Regions from separate parts of the Rattus norvegicus genome. Here region 2 is linked to region 1. Evidence: chromatin contacts called from public Hi-C data. All regions are on one chromosome and are shown on one strand. Each heading gives the region's core, a stretch centred on a gene start, on an enhancer-like site or on the middle of the called end of the contact. The rest is flanking DNA. Distances are from core to core; before and after follow the strand shown.

Region 1 (4,774 bases), core at 642-3,141:
TCATATAAAGCCAAAGCCCATAGGATTCTGGGGAGGAATACATGCAAGTGTATAGACTGGTTAAATCTATAGAAATCCTGGTCAAGTTTCCTCTTCTTTCTTCTGAATTTGGGAGTATGGAGCCTCTGGGATATGTGTCTTTTTTGGGAGGGGGGGGTCAGAATTGACAGGGGACACTCAGAAAGGAACAGCTGTGAAAGCCTGGAAAATGTTAGATATTCAACACTATTCATGCGGACACATGCATTACCTGTTAATGGTGGCAAATTGCAGCATCCCTGTCTTCCTTTCCTTCCTTGGTCCATCCATCTCTCCTCGGAGCGCTTGTCCCCTGCTTCTTCAGTCCTTTCCTTTTGGAGAAAAATCTCCCAGAAGGCATTATTTCTCTGATGTCAGAGTCACTTACTGCCAACATGGGCTGTTAGATAGGAAATGCATCTTGACCTATATTTTGAGGGTACATGAGAAGTGGCATATGAGTTTTAACCTAAGAAAATAGGGACGTGCGGAGATGGCTTAGTCCGTAAGATGCTTGGCATGCAAGTATAGGGACCGGTTCAACATCCCTGGTGCCCATGTAGAAGCCAGTGCTGAAGATATAGAGCTGGGCAGATACTTGGAACTTGCTAGCCAGCCAGTCTGGCTGAATTGGGGGAACTCTTAGATTCAGTGAGAGACCCTGACTCAAAACATACGATGGAGAGAGATTGAAAAAAGACCTGATGTTGATCTCTGGCCTGCACATACATATGCATACCCATAAACACATAAACACACACACACAGCCCACACACAAATATGGGTAGAAATCTGCATACTATTTGAATTTTATAACCCCAGCACCTGCCACTTTTGGGGGGGATTGTGTGTGGGTGTGCACATGTGCTCATGTTACATGTGTGCATTGCTCATGTTCATGTTGGACAAGAAAAGGAAATAAGCAACTGCCTGGACTGTTCACAGATGTAGATATATTGGCTTCAAATTTCCAATTAACATTGGTTTTCCTCTGTTACAGGAAGACTTGAGAATAATGTCTGTATTGTTATGTATCCATTTGATTTAAAGATAGATTGCTTTTCTTTGAATTCCCACTAAAAATGATACTGTGACCTTTTTAGGATTTTTTTTTGAGGACTTCTCTCTCTACCAAGCTTGTTTTTCAGCTGGGTCTTGGAAATTCTGAAGAGTGTAGCTGTAATTTCTCCTTTGATTGGCAGCCGAGAGCTTTCCTGGACAAAAATAAGGCTCTACTGTGCCAAATGGTTGACTTTTCTAGAATAAAAACTCTAAAGGGTATGCAAAAAGTCTTCTGGTTAATATATTGGCATTCCCAGAACCCACTAAAACCCTGACAGCCTGCCAGCATTCACTTAATGAGGACGCAGAATGTCTGGCTCTAATTCCCATGAGTGGAACGAGGTGGGGGCTGGATATCCACACCCTTTATTAATTTTTAATGACTGTATTTTTGTTTTGCAGATTTTGCTTCAGTACCCCAGTAGCCTCACAGCTGACCCCACATCGCCCCCACCCCATTCATTCATTTACTTGATACGGGAGAATAGGGAAGTGGCTGAGATCACTGACAGATCACGTGTGACCGCATAGGTTCTTTTCGTTGCTAGTTTTCTCTCGGTTTCTTTTCCCTCCCTTCCTTAGTTTTTGGAAGAGGAAGAGAGAAAAAGAAACAGCGAAGATGACAACTTTTAAAAAAGAACCGTGTTTTGTTGTCTGCTGGGAAAAGAGAGGCATTTATGAAACTTTTAGGTTTGTCAGACAGTTTATATGACAGTGCAAGTTGGTGCTTGCCAAGCTCCAGACAGATTGTTAATGTTCCATGACAGGGATAAATAAATTACTGCTGTCTGCAACAGGCTTGCACTGCAAACCCACTGAGCAGCTCAGCTGCTGTGTGCTTTTCTTGGGGCCTGGTGGGAGTACAGCTGCACAGAGGCCTCTGCCTGCTGCCTGCAGCGCTGGGACCTGGCTTAGAGGTGAAAAGGGTGTGTCTCTCACTTTTATTTTGGGCTTTATGATAGAATCCACTTACCAAATATCTGCTCCCCACCTCCCTTTTATTATTATTATTATTTTTTTACAAGACCGCCCACCTCTGTCCCCATCTTGGTCTTCTGCCCCATACCCACATTCCTCCTCCCAGCCTCCCACGAAAGGGAAACATTTGTATCTGCTAAGAGCCCGAGGTAATCTACAGTCAAGTTTCAAGCTGTTTACAGTGGCGTTCTCTGGGCAGCGGATGAGTATGTGCTGCCTGGAAGGGGGCTGGGTGGCACTCCTTGGGCATAATGTACTTTTATCATGGCAGTTTGGCGACTCAGCTGGCAGAGTGACAGGTGTAATGGACCTAATGGTCTTGCTCTAGTTAGTGGACACACTGCTCATATTACAAAGCCACCTCATATGCGGAGCCCCGGCCAAGTGATTTGCAATTCTCCTTGCAGATAGGACTCTGGGCCTGGCTTATTAAGTGACATTAAGGTCAGGAATCGGGTGGGTGTGAGAAACATGTGTGCGCCCTTAGCCACCCTGTTTCTAGCCACCCTGCAGCGACTCTTCAAAGCCTTACTTGGAAAAGGAAATAACCCATCCCATCCCCTCTGGCTGGCCCTTCCTTCTCACGGGGCGTGGTGGGGGACCCTTTGGTGTGAGTGGACTTCCTGCTCTTGGTGTTTGCAGAATGTAGGCTTCCTGCCAACGGTGCTGGTTCCTGTGTGCTTGCCGGCCACTTCGCTCCAGATATAGGCAGTTGTTGGGGCAGGCACAAGTCAGTGTTGTTTCTATTGCCTGTGCCTCAGGGACTGGCAACCTGTGTGGAGACTTAGGGCAGCAATTTCTGCAGTAAAAGCTCACTGTCTGTCTAAGGCCAAAGCCAGAGGGCCTCTTTCTGAAGGACTCCTTGAACCTGGTCCGACCTGCTTGGACCCCGGCACTTGGTCAGATGGCTATGGTAGGAATTTCACTTATGTGCTCTGCTGGGTCCTCTTCTTAGTGCTGTGCATCTATAAGCTGATATTGATCTCCACAGCAGCTCTGTGACAGACACTGATGCAAGTCAAGAAGTTATCCAGGGGCTGGGGGTTTAGCTCAGTGGTAGAGCGCTTACCTAGGAAGCGTAAGGCCCTGGGTTCGGTCCCCAGCTCCGAAAAAAAGAACTAAAAAAAAAAAAAAAAAAGAAGTTATCCAAAGTCATGTAAACATGTAAATAAAAAAGTGGAATCCTGAACAGCTCGGGCCATCTGGCTAAGAGATCTGTGGCTTTGACACTTTGAAAAAGGGCTACCCAGGCAGGCCACACATTCTTCATCAGAGGCCATATGAGCTTGAGAAGGAATGCCTTGCCATTTTTCTGCTGGACTCTGGGTAGGCCCCAGTGGGATTCTTGCTTGCTAGCAGCATGCCCAGGGTCCTCCTGTCTGTTCTTCTACTTCCATATTCCCTTCGCACCCTCCTTGTTCTGATTCTGCTCTCTGCTGTCTGGTCTGTGGAGAGAGCCTCAGTTCTGAGAATGGGACGAGAAGTGGCACCTTCAGTTCCTTGACAGGAAGGCAAGGCTCAAACCAGCGGAGGGCTTTTCCATGCCCTTCAAAACTGCCCATTCCTCTTTCTAGAGTGGTCTGGAGGAACTTGACTGACCACTTTCTAGGGATGAAACAGGCTCGCAGAAGGGCATGTGGGGTTGAGGGGAGGCTGGAAAACTTCAAAGTGTCTATTTATGTAGAAGGATCTTGGAATACTTTTCCCTTTGGCTCACATTCGAAGAATGTGAACGTGATTGAGGTGTGTGTGTGTGTGTGTGTGTGTGTGTGTGTGTGTGTGTGTGTGTGTGAGAGAGAGAGAGAGAGAGAGAGAGAGAGAGAAAGAGAGAGAGAATGAAGAGTCTGTACTGGGCACCACAGGGCATCAGTTAATTAGCCAGACACAGAGATTTGCATATACGCCCTGTAAATACTTGTGTATCTTGGACCAACACAGAGTCCATGAAGGTTTGAGATTATAGGAAGAGCTAAGCTCACAAGAGATGTACATATGAAGTTGGGCCTGACTGAACAGCCCTTGCCGTGTTTGGAGGTGTTCTCATGACCTCGGGATAGCAAAGGGTAGCTTCTAAGCTCATATCTAGCAGACATTTCTTGGGGCCTGGTGTACGGACTGTGTGTCATTCCTTTGTGAATTCGCACCATGGCACCCACTCATTCATTGCAAGACGTGTTGGAACTTTTATCGGGCTGGTCCACAGGATGGTCTGGAAGGTTCTGGGTGGGGAGAGGAGCTCTCTCAGTGACTATCCTGGTCTAACCTCTATCTTATATCCCCAACACGGTGAGCTCTTAGAACTTAAGCCTCTTATAGAGTAGCTGTATTTGTCAGTATCTGGGTAGAAATAAGATTTTTTTTCCCTTCTCTGTTCATTTGCTACTGAAAATAGAAAGTACAGAGAGAAAGAAGAAAAGTAAAACTGACTGAAATTGCCTACGATTCCACCATCTCTAGAGTTGGTCAGTATAAACAGTTTCGTTGATTCTGTTCAGTTTATTAACTTGATGTAAACTTACATATAGAATCTTATTGATCGACTGCAAAATCATATATAAAATTTGTTTATATCTTTCTTTTAAAACATTTTCAAATGTGACTTATATATTGTTCTGAAATATTTCTATATTTTTATTAGCATTGTATATAGTGTTCACCTTTATGAATTTTTAGAAAATTACTACTAATATTGTATATGTGTATCTGTGTGAGAGTA
Region 2 (4,774 bases), core at 1,659-4,158, 540 kb after region 1:
CTACCCTGCTTCCGGGTTGCTCTCTGCTTCCTGTTTGCAGCTAAGGATGTGAGCATCCAGCTTCCTGCTGTAGTTTTCATACCTACCTGCCATGGTTCCTCTGGAACCATCAAGACAAATATACCCGTCCTCCTCTAAGTTACGTTGGAAATGGTATGTTGTCAGCGCAACAGAAGAGTAATTAGTACAGCCTGGGAAGCCATACAGACTTACATGATTCACAACTGAGCCCGAGAGGCCACGCCGAATCCTAGTGACCTGGAACTGATTCTGGAGGTGCAAGGGCACTGAGCCTAAGAGGTCAATTCGGGCTTATGGTGATCTCACACAGAGCTGGGGACTCCTGGGTGGGTTCGCATTGTCCCCATACTGAGCTCAGAGGCCAGGGGTTGTCAAAGTGAATCAACAAGGGATTGGGATGCCCTGGAGGTTTACAAGGAACCCACACTACCTTGGAGGCCTTGCGGTGTTATCAGTGAGTGACTCAGCACCAAGCCCTTGAATCCCTGCAGTCACAGCTGACACTGAGCATGGCGTGCAACACTTGTGTGCAGTCACTAGAACTTTGCTTGGTAGTTCAGGAGGGATCACACTGTACAGACACTGAGCCTGGGAGGCCAGTGCTTGTTCACACTGGTGCAGGACTGAGCCTGGGAGGCCAGTGCTTGTTCACACTGATGCAGAACTGAGCCTGGGAGGCCAGTGTATGTTCACACTGATGCAGAACTGAGCCTGGGAGGCCAGTGCTTGTTCATACTGATGCAGAACTGAGCCTGGGAGGCCAGTGCTTGTTCACACTGGTGCAGGACTGAGCCTGGGAGGCCAGTGCTTGTTCACACTGATGCAGAACTGAGCCTGGGAGGCCAGTGCATGTTCACACTGATGCAGAACTGAGCCTGGGAGGCCAGTGCTTGTTCACACTGGTGCAGGACTGAGCCTGGGAGGTTCATGCAGGGTCACAGTGGCCAGGCCTTTAGCCTGTGAAGGGAATTTTGATTCACACTGACCTGGTGACAAGCAAGCAGTTAGAAGGATTTCTGACAGGTAGACAGGGAAAGGAGCCACAGACAAATTGTAAAGTTGACAAATTTCTGGATTCTTTAGATTCTTTGTTAACCTCAGACAAAAGCAAGGCTGTTTCTTTCTTTCTAACAGCAAGGCTACCCCTTCCACTTCCAGGAATGTCCAGTCCAGACTGATTCAGAAGTGTTCAAGGCCAGTTGTGAACATGCCTCAGAGTGCATGAGGCTGTGGGCCCATTAGAATTCTTTTCTTTGCTGAAGTTCACCAATCTAAAACAGAAGAGGGGCCCTATCATCTACAACCAAAGACACTTACTCAGCCCTTCTGGGGATGCTGTGAGGTTGGTTTCTCAATCCCTCCCCCCTCTCTGTGTCTCCCTCTCTCCCTTTATTTTTTATTTATTTATTTTTTTTTTGCTGCAAGTCCAGCTTAGAGCTATTAGCTAATACTATTTCCAGAGAAGTCCACAGATTAATTCAAATAACACCCATGTATGGTTTTCTTCAATACTCAGTTGCTTCAGATAAAAGGTATCAGGTTCGAGCACTGCCCTTAGTTTATGCTGGTGTGACAGATGTGCTGGTAGAGTATAAAGAACTCACGATAGAAGTGTAATGGGCGTTTCCCAGGGCGTTAGAGGTCCTCAGATGAACAAGGCATCCCAGTCACTGCGCACGGTTTCTTTCGCACTCATCTTCTGAAAGCGGAGGAGTGGTTTTACGTCAGTGCAGCTGATGTGGACATTGCCGAGGTGCAGAATACAGATATCCCTCCTGGAAACCAGAGTCTGCATGCTCCCAAGATGTTATATAACCGAAGAGAGCGAGTGCGCCGACGTGGGAGCCGGGTCCCTGGTTAAGGGCTCAGGGTGTCTTCTTCACTCGTGGGTCACTTTGGTTTGAGTAAAGTTTGCTGCCTGTTGTGGCTTGTTGCATGAGAGTCTGCAGTTTTGAATTCTTTCATCGGTGGAGAGAATGAGGCTGATTCGAACACCCAGAGAGGACCATTTGGGGAGAGTCACCCAGGATGTCTTTCCAGGACCTAATTATGTTCAGTACAGACCAAGCCTAATAGTGAAAGAACTTGAAGGTGTGACCACAGATGGGTAGCACCCCTCCCCTATCATGGAATCGGGGAATTCTCCCAGCATGCTCTAGGTAACACGGCCACTTCAGGATGAATGGTCTTATCTCTCCCTTCTCTTTGATAGGGAGAAGAGGTTCCTTTAGATTTTAGCTATAATGCTGATGTTAAAATGAGTAAGACAGAAGCCCCATGCTGGCAAATCATCCCTTGGAGCCAAGGCCCAGGAGCTCTTAGGGTTAATTACTGATATCAGCTCCAGGGAGACTTGGTGAGTTTTACTCCTGATGAAATTGAGTTTTTTACCTTTATCCCGTTAATCATAATTGCCTCTGATTAACAGTGGGTTTTTTTTTTCCAGTGCCTTATCTTTCATTTCTGTGTATATCATGCCTATAGCCACTTGATAACTGTATTAGTCGGGTTCTCTATAGGAATAGAACAGATAGAATGTATATGAATGTATGCATATAGAATGTATATATTCGTGTATATGCATAGGATTTATATGTATATCTATATGTGTATGTATACATAAATTTACATTAAATATTATTAAAGTCCATTAAGACAGTAACAACAGTTGTTTCACACAGGAGAGGCTTAGGACCTGGGAGTTTCCTGGTCTTTTGATGTAGATGTCTTTGCAGCTGGAGTCATCCCATAGCAGCCATTTTACACGGAGGAGTCTGACAGCCTCATGGTGGCCAAGCCCCCAAGCCTGGTTGCCTCTGCTGCCTCAATCTGAAGCTGAAGACCTGGTTTCCGGAGAGACACTGGCCCTTAGTCAGTGATGGAAGCCTGGAAACGCTGGTGTCAGCCAAGGAATTGGGAACAGAACAGGACAGCTCATCTTGGCAGCAGAGGGGACAGCTGAGCCAGCCAAAGAAACAGTCTTCCTTCTGCCACCCTCTTTTTATCTGGACTGCTACCGGACGGTGCGGCCCACACTCATGGAGGGGCAATCAATTAGGGCAATCTTTAGTTGCTGGGCCCCACTCAAATGTTTCTAATTTGTGGCAGGTTGACTGTAAAATCGATCACAGAAACCTGGATGGTCACTGGCATCAGTCCTCGTGAAGAGAGATTAGCTAGCTCCCCCTACCGGCCTAAACTAAAAATAGCTAGGAATAGAGATAAGGAAGGATAATTAAAATTTGAGAAAACTCTTGGGTCTTAAGAGGAGCTGATCTGGAGGCTGTTTTCACACGGTGTAAAGTGATCCTCAGAGACTCCTCCCTCAGGATTAGCTACTCAGTCTAGTCCCAACTGTGTGTAACTGACGTAGGTCTAGGGGTAGTTGCTCAATTCTTAGACTGTGCTCCGCAATGTGTAGGATACCTAGGTACGGAATTAGATCAGGTTGCAAAGATGGCTTGGAAGGCTACAAAACATGCGTCTATCCCTTTTCCGATCCCTGGAAACCCAAAAGATTATTCTTGCGCGCCCTCTTGTGGTTTGTGTGCCTTATGACATAGGGGCATTCTAAATGCCAAGGGAAACTAAACCTCACTGACACAGCAAGCTGGCTCCATAAATCAGGCCCTCATGTTGGAGGGATCAAAAGTTACTCTTAAGAGTTGTCAAAAACAAAACACAGACAGCTTATCTGCCAGAGGAGGAAGGGGGACCTCTCTACTCTTTTGAGGAGATTCTTCCGGAGAACTGTGAAGGCAGTCCCGACCTCTCAGATCAACCCCTGGAAAAACCTAGTTTGTTATTCCCACTCGCCCCCTGCTCTCCCCCCGCCCCCCCGCGCGCACTGCTGCTATCCCAGCCCCGGATTCCCAATGTATATGGAAGTTCCTTTGTGAAGTAAGGAATCTGATGTGCAGGATATGAGACAGCTTTGATGTGTTAGAGTCAGGATCCAGAAACTCAAGGGTTCAACTAGCTGGCTAATCGGTCTCATGCAAGCCTCAGAACAGAGCCATGGAAAAGAACCAACATTTAGACAGATTCCAATACCCTACCTCATCCCCCATGCCCACCTAGCTACCTGGAAAGAAAGAGGTCTCCTGAGTAAAGCTGGGACTCATATAAAACATTCTCAAGAAACTCTTGAGTCCTTTTGCCTCCCTCGAGTGTCTGTAATCCAATATTCTGTGCATCAGAGAGGGAACAATCCCACTACAAAGGGATGCAGGATGGTTGACTCGAAGGCCAAGAGAGCTGCCTTGGCTCACACAGAATACCTGATATCCAGATGGAATTCTTGCTTACTCCAAAGAGACTCAAATATTCCTCAAAAGAAATGGCCTTTGCTTCTAAGATCAGAAGTTGCCAGGATCCCGGAGGATGGTGGCCAATACCCAATGAGTAGCTGCTTCCACAAACCCGAATAATGCAAGCATAAGGTGCCTAGATCAGACTTATTGGACAGGAAAGCACAATTATTTTGGTAAAAGGGCAGGACCTAAAAGAGACAGTCCAATAGGCAACAAATATTAGGACCATAACTGCTCACACAAGTGTCTCCAATTAGAAGCACTCAGGTAGGACACTTACCCTAAGGAAGACTGGCAAATTGGGTGTCACTCACTTGCTTGGTGGACATAATTCCAAATATATCCCAGTCCTAGTAGGCACTTTTTCCTGTGCAAAACAGCAAAATCCACAGAGGCAACTAGGGTGTTGCTGTCCAAAATTGTCCCCAGATTTATTCTAC

The links. Hi-C and Micro-C count contacts between places; a contact is called where the count stands out from the background.
Region 2: a Hi-C map of psoas muscle shows a contact between it and region 1, with 4 times the contacts expected there. The contact joins two enhancer-like sites. A contact is called at or near these places in 6 of 12 Hi-C or Micro-C datasets (the A7r5 cell line, Schwann cells, frontal cortex and 3 more).

Annotation. Positions count from the first base shown.
Region 1 is chr18:63,793,555-63,798,328 of GRCr8, forward strand. LOC134482959 (a long non-coding RNA gene) reads right to left here. Exons shown (of 2, transcript XR_010059728.1): 2 at 1-3,176. It also overlaps a transcript of Ldlrad4 not described here. Among named protein-coding and RNA genes, the nearest start is that of Ldlrad4, 120 kb to the right of the region's middle. Within about 2 kb of position 1,892, at least 35 of the 93 cell types and tissues checked have an H3K27ac peak or open chromatin away from gene starts, as enhancers often do.
Region 2 is chr18:64,336,158-64,340,931 of GRCr8, forward strand. No RefSeq gene overlaps it. Among named protein-coding and RNA genes, the nearest start is that of Mc2r, 48 kb to the left of the region's middle. Within about 2 kb of position 2,909, at least 12 of the 93 cell types and tissues checked have an H3K27ac peak or open chromatin away from gene starts, as enhancers often do.